Linked DNA regions of Mus musculus: region 1 is linked to region 2. Evidence: chromatin contacts called from public Hi-C data. All regions are on one chromosome and are shown on one strand. The core of a region is the stretch at or near the end of the contact, and the rest is flanking DNA. Distances in the headings are between cores, read along the strand shown.

Region 1 (3,617 bases), core at 637-3,136, 220 kb before region 2:
GTCATGCAGCAGCTTCTCAATGTCACGAAGTCCCATTAACTGTTGTTCTTAGTCCCTATGCTATCAGTGTTTCATCCAGAAAGGAGTTTTCTATGTCAATGAGTTCAAGGCTATTCCTCACTTTCTCTTCTACAAGGTTCAGTGTATATGGTTTTATTTTAAGGTCTTTGCTCCATTTGGAGTTGAGTTTTGTGCAGGGTGGTAAGTATAGATCTATATGGATTCTTCTACATGCAGCCATCCAGTTTGAACAGCACCATTTATTGAAGATGCTATCTTTTTTCCCCTGTGTATTTCTAGGTTCTTTGTCAAAAAAAGATAGGTGTCCATACATATGTGAATTTGTGACTGGATCTTCTGCTTGGTTCCATCAGTCTATGTGTCTGATACTGTGTCAACAGCACGCTGCTTCTATTACTACAGCTCTCTAGTACAGCTTGAGACTGCAGATGGTGAGACCTCCAGCAGTGACTTGATTATTCAGGATTGTTTGTGCTATCCTGGGTTCTTTTAGGTTTCCATATGAAACTGAAATTTTCCCTTTCAATTTCTGTGAAGAATTGTATTGGATTTTTGGTAGGGACTGCATTGATCTGTAGATTGCTTTGGATAGGATGGCCCTTTTTACTGTATTAATTCTGCTGATCCATGAGCACCTTTCTGACATTTTCTTCAAACACTGCAACCCCTTAACATCTCAAGGCCTGTCGTACCCTGCCCCCTCCTCAAGCCCCAGGCCTCCCCTTGACTTTGTTTCCCCTCCCCTTGACTTCATTGTTGTTTCACTTGTGTTTCTGGTGTTGGTGTGTGTGTTTGTGTGTGTGTGTGTGTGTGTGTGTGGCTTTCCACAAATCATTCTTGTACACATAAAAGTAGATTGCAATTTTATTTTATTTTATTTTACTATTAGTCCTTAGATGGCTGTGTGGATCCAGAAGGAATGGAGGTCAGGAGGAAGTGGGAGGTATAGGGGCAGGGAAAACTGTCATCAGAATATATTGTATGAAAAAAAATATTTCCATAAAAGAAAAAATAATGAAATAAATAAACAAAACAAATAGATTGCAGTAGTTATTTGCCAGGTAGTTATTGTTATTGTTTCTGTTTGTTGGTTGGTTGGTTGGTTTTGTTTTTGCTTTCTTTATTCTTCTGCCAGGAACACTTGACCCTCAATATTACCAGGTAAATAAAGGAAGAAAAACACCCAGGAAAAGAGACATAACAGGCTGAGGTGCTGGCTCAGTAGATAAAGTTCTTGTTGTGAAAGCAGGACGATCCAAGTGCTGATTTTTAACACCCACATAAAGGCCAGGTGGGTATGTCAGGCTGCCTTGTAACCACAGTACTCAAAAGTGAAAGATGGAATTCCTGGAGAACGCTGGCTAGCGAGATTAGCTCATTCGCTGAGCTTGAGTTTCAGGTGAGACACCCCACACACACACACCTGCCTTAATATATAAGATAGAAGAGGAAGACTTCACAACCATGTACACACATACATGCACATGCATGTGTGCCCACATGTGTGAGCATGCAAACAGGCATAGATGATAAATGTCCCTCTATATTCTATTTTTGGAATAGGATGTTGTATGACCTCACCACACAGTAACTGATCCTGTCTTTGCACGCTCTGGTAAGTACCGGAGCACCTACTGCTGCATCTTGTGCCAAATTCCTTCTGATAAGATGATAGAAACCAGAATGAGGTGGAACTGAGCCTCCTCCTGTAAACAAAAGCTATCTCACAGGAGCGTTCCTTCCAGTTGAGTCATGTGACCTCCTAACCTTCTAGATGTAATTTGAACAAGCAGGCATCCTGAAATTCTAGCTGCCTGGGGGCCAGTTGATTTAGAAAGAAATCAACCATTCAGAAGGTTATAACCACCGCAGGCCACAAGGGGGCAGCAGTTTCTGCTCTTACTTCAGGAACTTGGACAACCATAATTAGGAGTTGGGCAGAAAGTATAAATTACAGTGCATTTTAGTGAAAATAAGAACTATAGCTGCAAGCAGCAGCATGGAAGACCCTCACAACATGCTGCCAGATATAACACACACACGCACACACACACACACACACACACACACACACACACACATTATAAATATACCACCCTATTCAAACAAAGGACTCAAAGAATTAAAATTTCCCCCAGGAATGCCATCCATGCTGGGTGGGGCGGGTGGTGGTGGCGGACAACAGCCTGGCAGGGGAAGGATTCATAATCAGAAGGCGTTCACACTGTTCTTTAATAAACATGTGTGCATTTCCTGGTGTCTGTCTGTCTTTTCTGTCTCTCTCACACTCACATCTTTTACATCAAACTGTAACACTGCTGCTAAAATAAGGGAAATTGGGGCCCCCTTTAGTGGGTCTTGGTCTCTTTGATAAAAAGAATTTTAAAAACAGTCAGATTGAGACACGCTGACTCCGTGGCAGGCTTCAAGCTGGCTTCAAACAGGAGACTAGGCCTAAATTTCTGTTTCCAAGACCCGGGCAAGTCCAGACCTCAGAAGCTACCCTGCCGTTGGCCCTGAGGTAAGGACACGGTCAGCATCACTTTCCAGATGTCCTCGGGAACAGTTTTCAGACTTCCCCAGCAATGGTTCTGGAATGTCCCCAGAGATAGAGCCAAGAGATAGAGGTTACCTACCTACACCTCCCCGGGACTCCCTGATGTACTTTAAATTGGGCCTGCAAACTCACATGGGCATCCCCACATTGGAACAGGAGACTCCAGCATTCTGGACTTCTGCAGAATAAAACACTCTTTGCTTTTATATACTATTTGAGTCCTGGGTATCATTCTTTGGTGAATCATGGACCTTTATGAGATAAAAATGTCAGGACAATTTTATTAGAATTTAGAAGGAAAATCATAAGGTAGCAAGTTGGAAATCTTGCCCAGAGGAGAATGGAGAAGGGCACAGCCATGCTGTTTGAATTAAACAGATATGGAGCTCAGACACAGGGAGGGCAAGCGACCACCTGGCAGGAAGCAAAGCATTAGAAAAGTAAAGCCCAGACCATTAGGAAAAGCATGCTTAGAGAGGGGGCAGGAAGAAGAAAAGCAAAGTCACGCTTGTGTGAGTAACTCAGACTTATAGAGCTGTATGGCTGCACTGTGAAGGAGACCGTGCTGGGGTGGGGTGGGGGTGGGGGGTGTCTGGGAAGAAAACATGCCTTGCCTCAGTAAAGGGATAATTATTGGCTTAGGGTGGGCCAATTCTTCCTGAGGGATAGATCCTTGGCCAGGTGACCAACCTGCCCCTGAATTAACTCTTAGTGGGGGAGACAGTGCAGGAAGTGGAGGGAACAAAGAATCCTGGCGCTTTCTCCCACTCTCACTCACTCTCATTTGGCAAACCTACAAACACCTCCACCTCCCTTCCTCCTTGATTTCCCAGCAGCCACAATCTGTAATGGCTTGCTTCCTTGTGAGACTAGGAGAAGGAAAGAAGAGGTTAAGGAAATAAGAAGAACGCCTGTGGGCGTTGGTATTTGAGGAGGACAGTGAAGACCTTGTAGAGTGAAGACCTTGTCAACGTGACTGATTCATTACTGGGGGAAGGTGGTATTGTAGATAAGGGAAAGAACAGCCAGCGGCATCTGG
Region 2 (3,562 bases), core at 506-3,005:
CTGGGAAACCTAAGAAAATGGGTATGGGATGTTGGTCCAAAAACAATGTAGGAATTGTGTTGCCCTTAGTTGGCTCCCAGAGTTTAAAGTAAGTCTCTATTACTGAAAAATTGGCTGTGGGGAGTTGAGCCCCAGTTGATACGTCTACAACAAAACTCCTACACCTAACGCTCAGGGATATCTGCTGCAAGGCTGTGCCTTCTATGTATGACAGGGAAGCTGCCCTCATAAAATCTCAGCAATAAGACCACCTACACAAGACCTGAACAGTGACATCAGATGGCACACCAACCTGCGGGGGGAAATTTCACAGCCACAGGAGATTAATGACTACTGAGAGAAGGAAAGATCAGTGTTCTCCAGGGATGAGTGTCCTGATTGGTTATCTAATACCAAGTGCTCAGCCCTAAAACCATATACACACTTGCATCAATAAGCACACTCGGGAATGAAAATAAAGCAACTTCCCCTTGGAGGAGTTTGACCAAGATCTGAGTCCACTTCTGTGCTTCCCATCTGTCTACAGTTTGCAGTCACTGATCTGTAAATTACCTGCCTGTTGTTTGTGTCTTGATCTGTCTGTCCCTGTTGCCTGTGTGTGTGCCTCTATCTGTCTCATGTCTGTCTGTGGCCATGTGTGCAGTTGTGTGTCTGTGACTGGGCCTATCCCTAACAAAGGGCTTTGCTCTGCATTTATTTAACAGCACACACACACCCAAAGACAGAACATTTTTTTACAGAAATCTTTAACAGAATTTTACAAGAGAAGTTACTTTACTAACCTCAACTCTCCTCCCTCTCCTTCTGACAGCTCTCCCCTCCCTTCCTTCCCTCTTCCCTTCCCCTCACACCCATCTCACCTCCCCTTCCTCTTTTTCTTCTTTTTTAAAATTTTTTTAAAAATTTTATGGGCATTGGTGTTTTGCCTGCATGTCTGTCTGTATGAAGGTGTTGGATACCCTGGAACTGAAGTTAGGGACAGTTGTAAGCTGCCATGTGGGTACAGGGAATTGAACCCTAGTTCTCTGGAAGAGCAGTCAATGTTTTTAGCTTCTGGGCCATCTCTCCACCCACCCCACCCTCCCTTTTCCTCTTCCTTAGAAGATTTTATTTTAACCCAACAAGAGGAAGCTGTGCCTTCAAAGACCTAGATGGTGCTTTGCAAAGCAGTTCTCAAAACCACAGCATAGACATTTAGAAATACAGAAAACTTTGGTACCATCGCAACCTGTTAAACTAGAACCTGTTAGGGAGAAAGCAGTAGTATACTGTAAGGAGCCCTCCCAGGAAATGAAAAGTCTTAGCTTGAGAATGCCTAACCTGGGCGGAGCTCCTAAGCTGTCAGTTCAAGCCTGTATAACCATGTTCAATGACGTGATCAGTAGCTGAGCTGGTGCTGATCCTGTCCTGATACTCTGATACATCACCATGATACTCTTGTCTGCAGTCCTCCTGTTTTTCTTCCATGTGTTTTTCCACATGTTCTCATCTATTGATCTTCTGCATCTTCTGCTGTCTCCCCATCCTTTTTGCATGGAAACTAAAGCTAGTCAGGAATTTTTAGTAGCAATATAGAAGATTAAGATACTGGGGTTGTGGTTTTCTGAAGCACAGACCATATCGTTTTCATGGCTTTCTCTCTCAGCACAGTTTTCTAAGTGCAGCATCATGCAATCCAGCCATGTGACCTGGTCCTCCACTACAGGACATTTCAGAGCCCTTTTTATCACCCCTGGAGGAACTGGGTGCCACAAGCAGCCGCCACTTGTTTTCTCCACCCTCGGCTGCTGTTTTCTGTTGCTGTGGATCACATTGGGCCACATGTCTCACACTGAGATGTTCTGTGACTGGCTTCTTTTACTTCACGTCCTACTTTCAATATTCATGCATGCTACAGTATAGACAGTCACCTCACCACATTCTTTTTGATTATTTAATATTATATTATGTGCTCATAATAAATTTTCTTTACCCATTCATTAATTGAAGGACACTGGATTTTTTTTTTCACTTTTTTGCCTGTAAACACAGTAGCTTGTCAACAATGCTACAAGTTTGGTGTTTACCCGTATTTTCCTTTCTTTTCATCTTATATCTAGGACATATATCTAGGAGTGATAACAATGTTTACCCTTTTAAGTAAGTACATCATCTTCCAAGCTAACTGCATCAGTATCCTGGTAACACTATGAATTTTGTGATACTTCCACCAAAATTTGCTAATGCCTGAGTTGTAAGATATAATCACCACTGTGGGTGTGATGTGATATCTTCTTGAACATTTGATTTGATTTGACCTGACCTTCAAGGGCTAATGATGCTAAGAATTGCTTCTGTGGCACTGATAATCTGGTAATGTATAAGTGTTTCCCAGGCATGGAAGGGTCATAGAGAGTAGCTGAGGTTTAAAGCATGAAAAGCCAGGAGAGGCCATAAGTGAATATACAGCCTTGGTTGAAGTACAAGCCCTAGTATTGGAGGAGCCATGGAGAAATGCTCGGCACCAGGTATCAGGATCAGAGACCCTGGAAAGAGCCCAGGACAGGTGATTGGTTAGAGTGTGACACAGATACAGTGGACACCATAGCTGTGGAGTGGACCTGACCGGGGCTTAAACTGGCCAGTCTATGAATGGCATAGCTGGAGGAATAGAGCTATTTTGGGGAACCCTGAATGGATTCCAGACATCAACCACTCAAAGTTGTATACCTTTGAACCTTGATTGGATTTTAACCGAGTCCTGGTTCTTCCCTCTTGGAATAAAAAAGTACTTAATTTATTTTTAATTTTTCAGAAGCTCATGGTCAAGAGACTGGAATTTTATAGAGACTTTGATTGTTCTAGAAAAACTTCAGCAGTTTAGGAAAACAAATATTTTAAAGAAATTGACATATTAAATGTTTGAATTTTTAAAGACCATGAGAATTTTTTTAAGGTATATAAACTATTAACAGCAAAGGCCCAGAGACTCATTCCTTCTTGGATACACCCACAGTACGGCCCCTGCGGCCAGTGGTCTTGGTGTGCTGACCTCGGACAAGAAGGCCACAAAAGTGGCGCAGCCCTCTATGGGCTCGAATTTTCTTCAGCTGCTCCAGGTCCTCACGCAGCTTGTTGTCTGGTCCGCTGGCCAGAGCCTGGCTGTACTTCCCACCCTTCCCATCCTTCTGTCTGTTCAGGAACCAGTCTGGAATCCTGTACTGTCGCGGGTTCTGCATGATGGTGATCACACGCTCCACCTCATCCTCCGTGCGTTCTCCAGCCTTGGTGAGGTCGATGTCTGTTTTCCTCAACACCACATGAGCATAGCTCCGCCCCACGACCTTAATGGCAGTGATAGTGAAGCCTATTTTCTGCCGCCCATCGATGTCGGTGTTGAGTACTCGCAAAATGTGCTGGAACTTCTTAGAGATCACTAGAGACATGGCGGCGGCACAGACGGCGGCGTGTAGACCATGAGAATTTTTAAGAGAGGTGGAACATCAACATGGTCTCCAGATGGAGCACAGACTACCGGCATCAACATGAAGCCCTGTGGCAGCATGGATCATGGACATGAACA

What was found. A called contact is a pair of places that touch in the nucleus more often than the background predicts.
Region 1: a Hi-C map of bone marrow-derived macrophages shows a contact between it and region 2, with 24 read pairs. The contact joins two enhancer-like sites. A contact is called at or near these places in 6 of 484 Hi-C or Micro-C datasets (bone marrow-derived macrophages, cerebral cortex, embryonic stem cells and 2 more), 4 of 115 datasets of contacts at active chromatin or transcription factors (the SCID.adh cell line, embryonic stem cells, large pre-B cells and 1 more) and 1 of 9 other capture datasets (embryonic stem cells).

The regions. Positions count from the first base shown.
Region 1 is chr16:23,401,675-23,405,291 of GRCm38.p6, reverse strand. No RefSeq gene overlaps it. Among named protein-coding and RNA genes, the nearest start is that of Rtp1, 26 kb to the left of the region's middle. Within about 2 kb of position 1,886, at least 49 of the 459 cell types and tissues checked have an H3K27ac peak or open chromatin away from gene starts, as enhancers often do. A contact at or near this core is called in the SCID.adh cell line and bone marrow-derived macrophages, where this site is marked.
Region 2 is chr16:23,179,419-23,182,980 of GRCm38.p6, reverse strand. All of the region lies in intron 1 of C730014E05Rik (RIKEN cDNA C730014E05 gene), which reads right to left. It also overlaps the pseudogene Gm6630. Among named protein-coding and RNA genes, the nearest start is that of C730014E05Rik, 5.9 kb to the right of the region's middle. Within about 2 kb of position 1,755, at least 75 of the 459 cell types and tissues checked have an H3K27ac peak or open chromatin away from gene starts, as enhancers often do. A contact at or near this core is called in the SCID.adh cell line and bone marrow-derived macrophages, where this site is marked.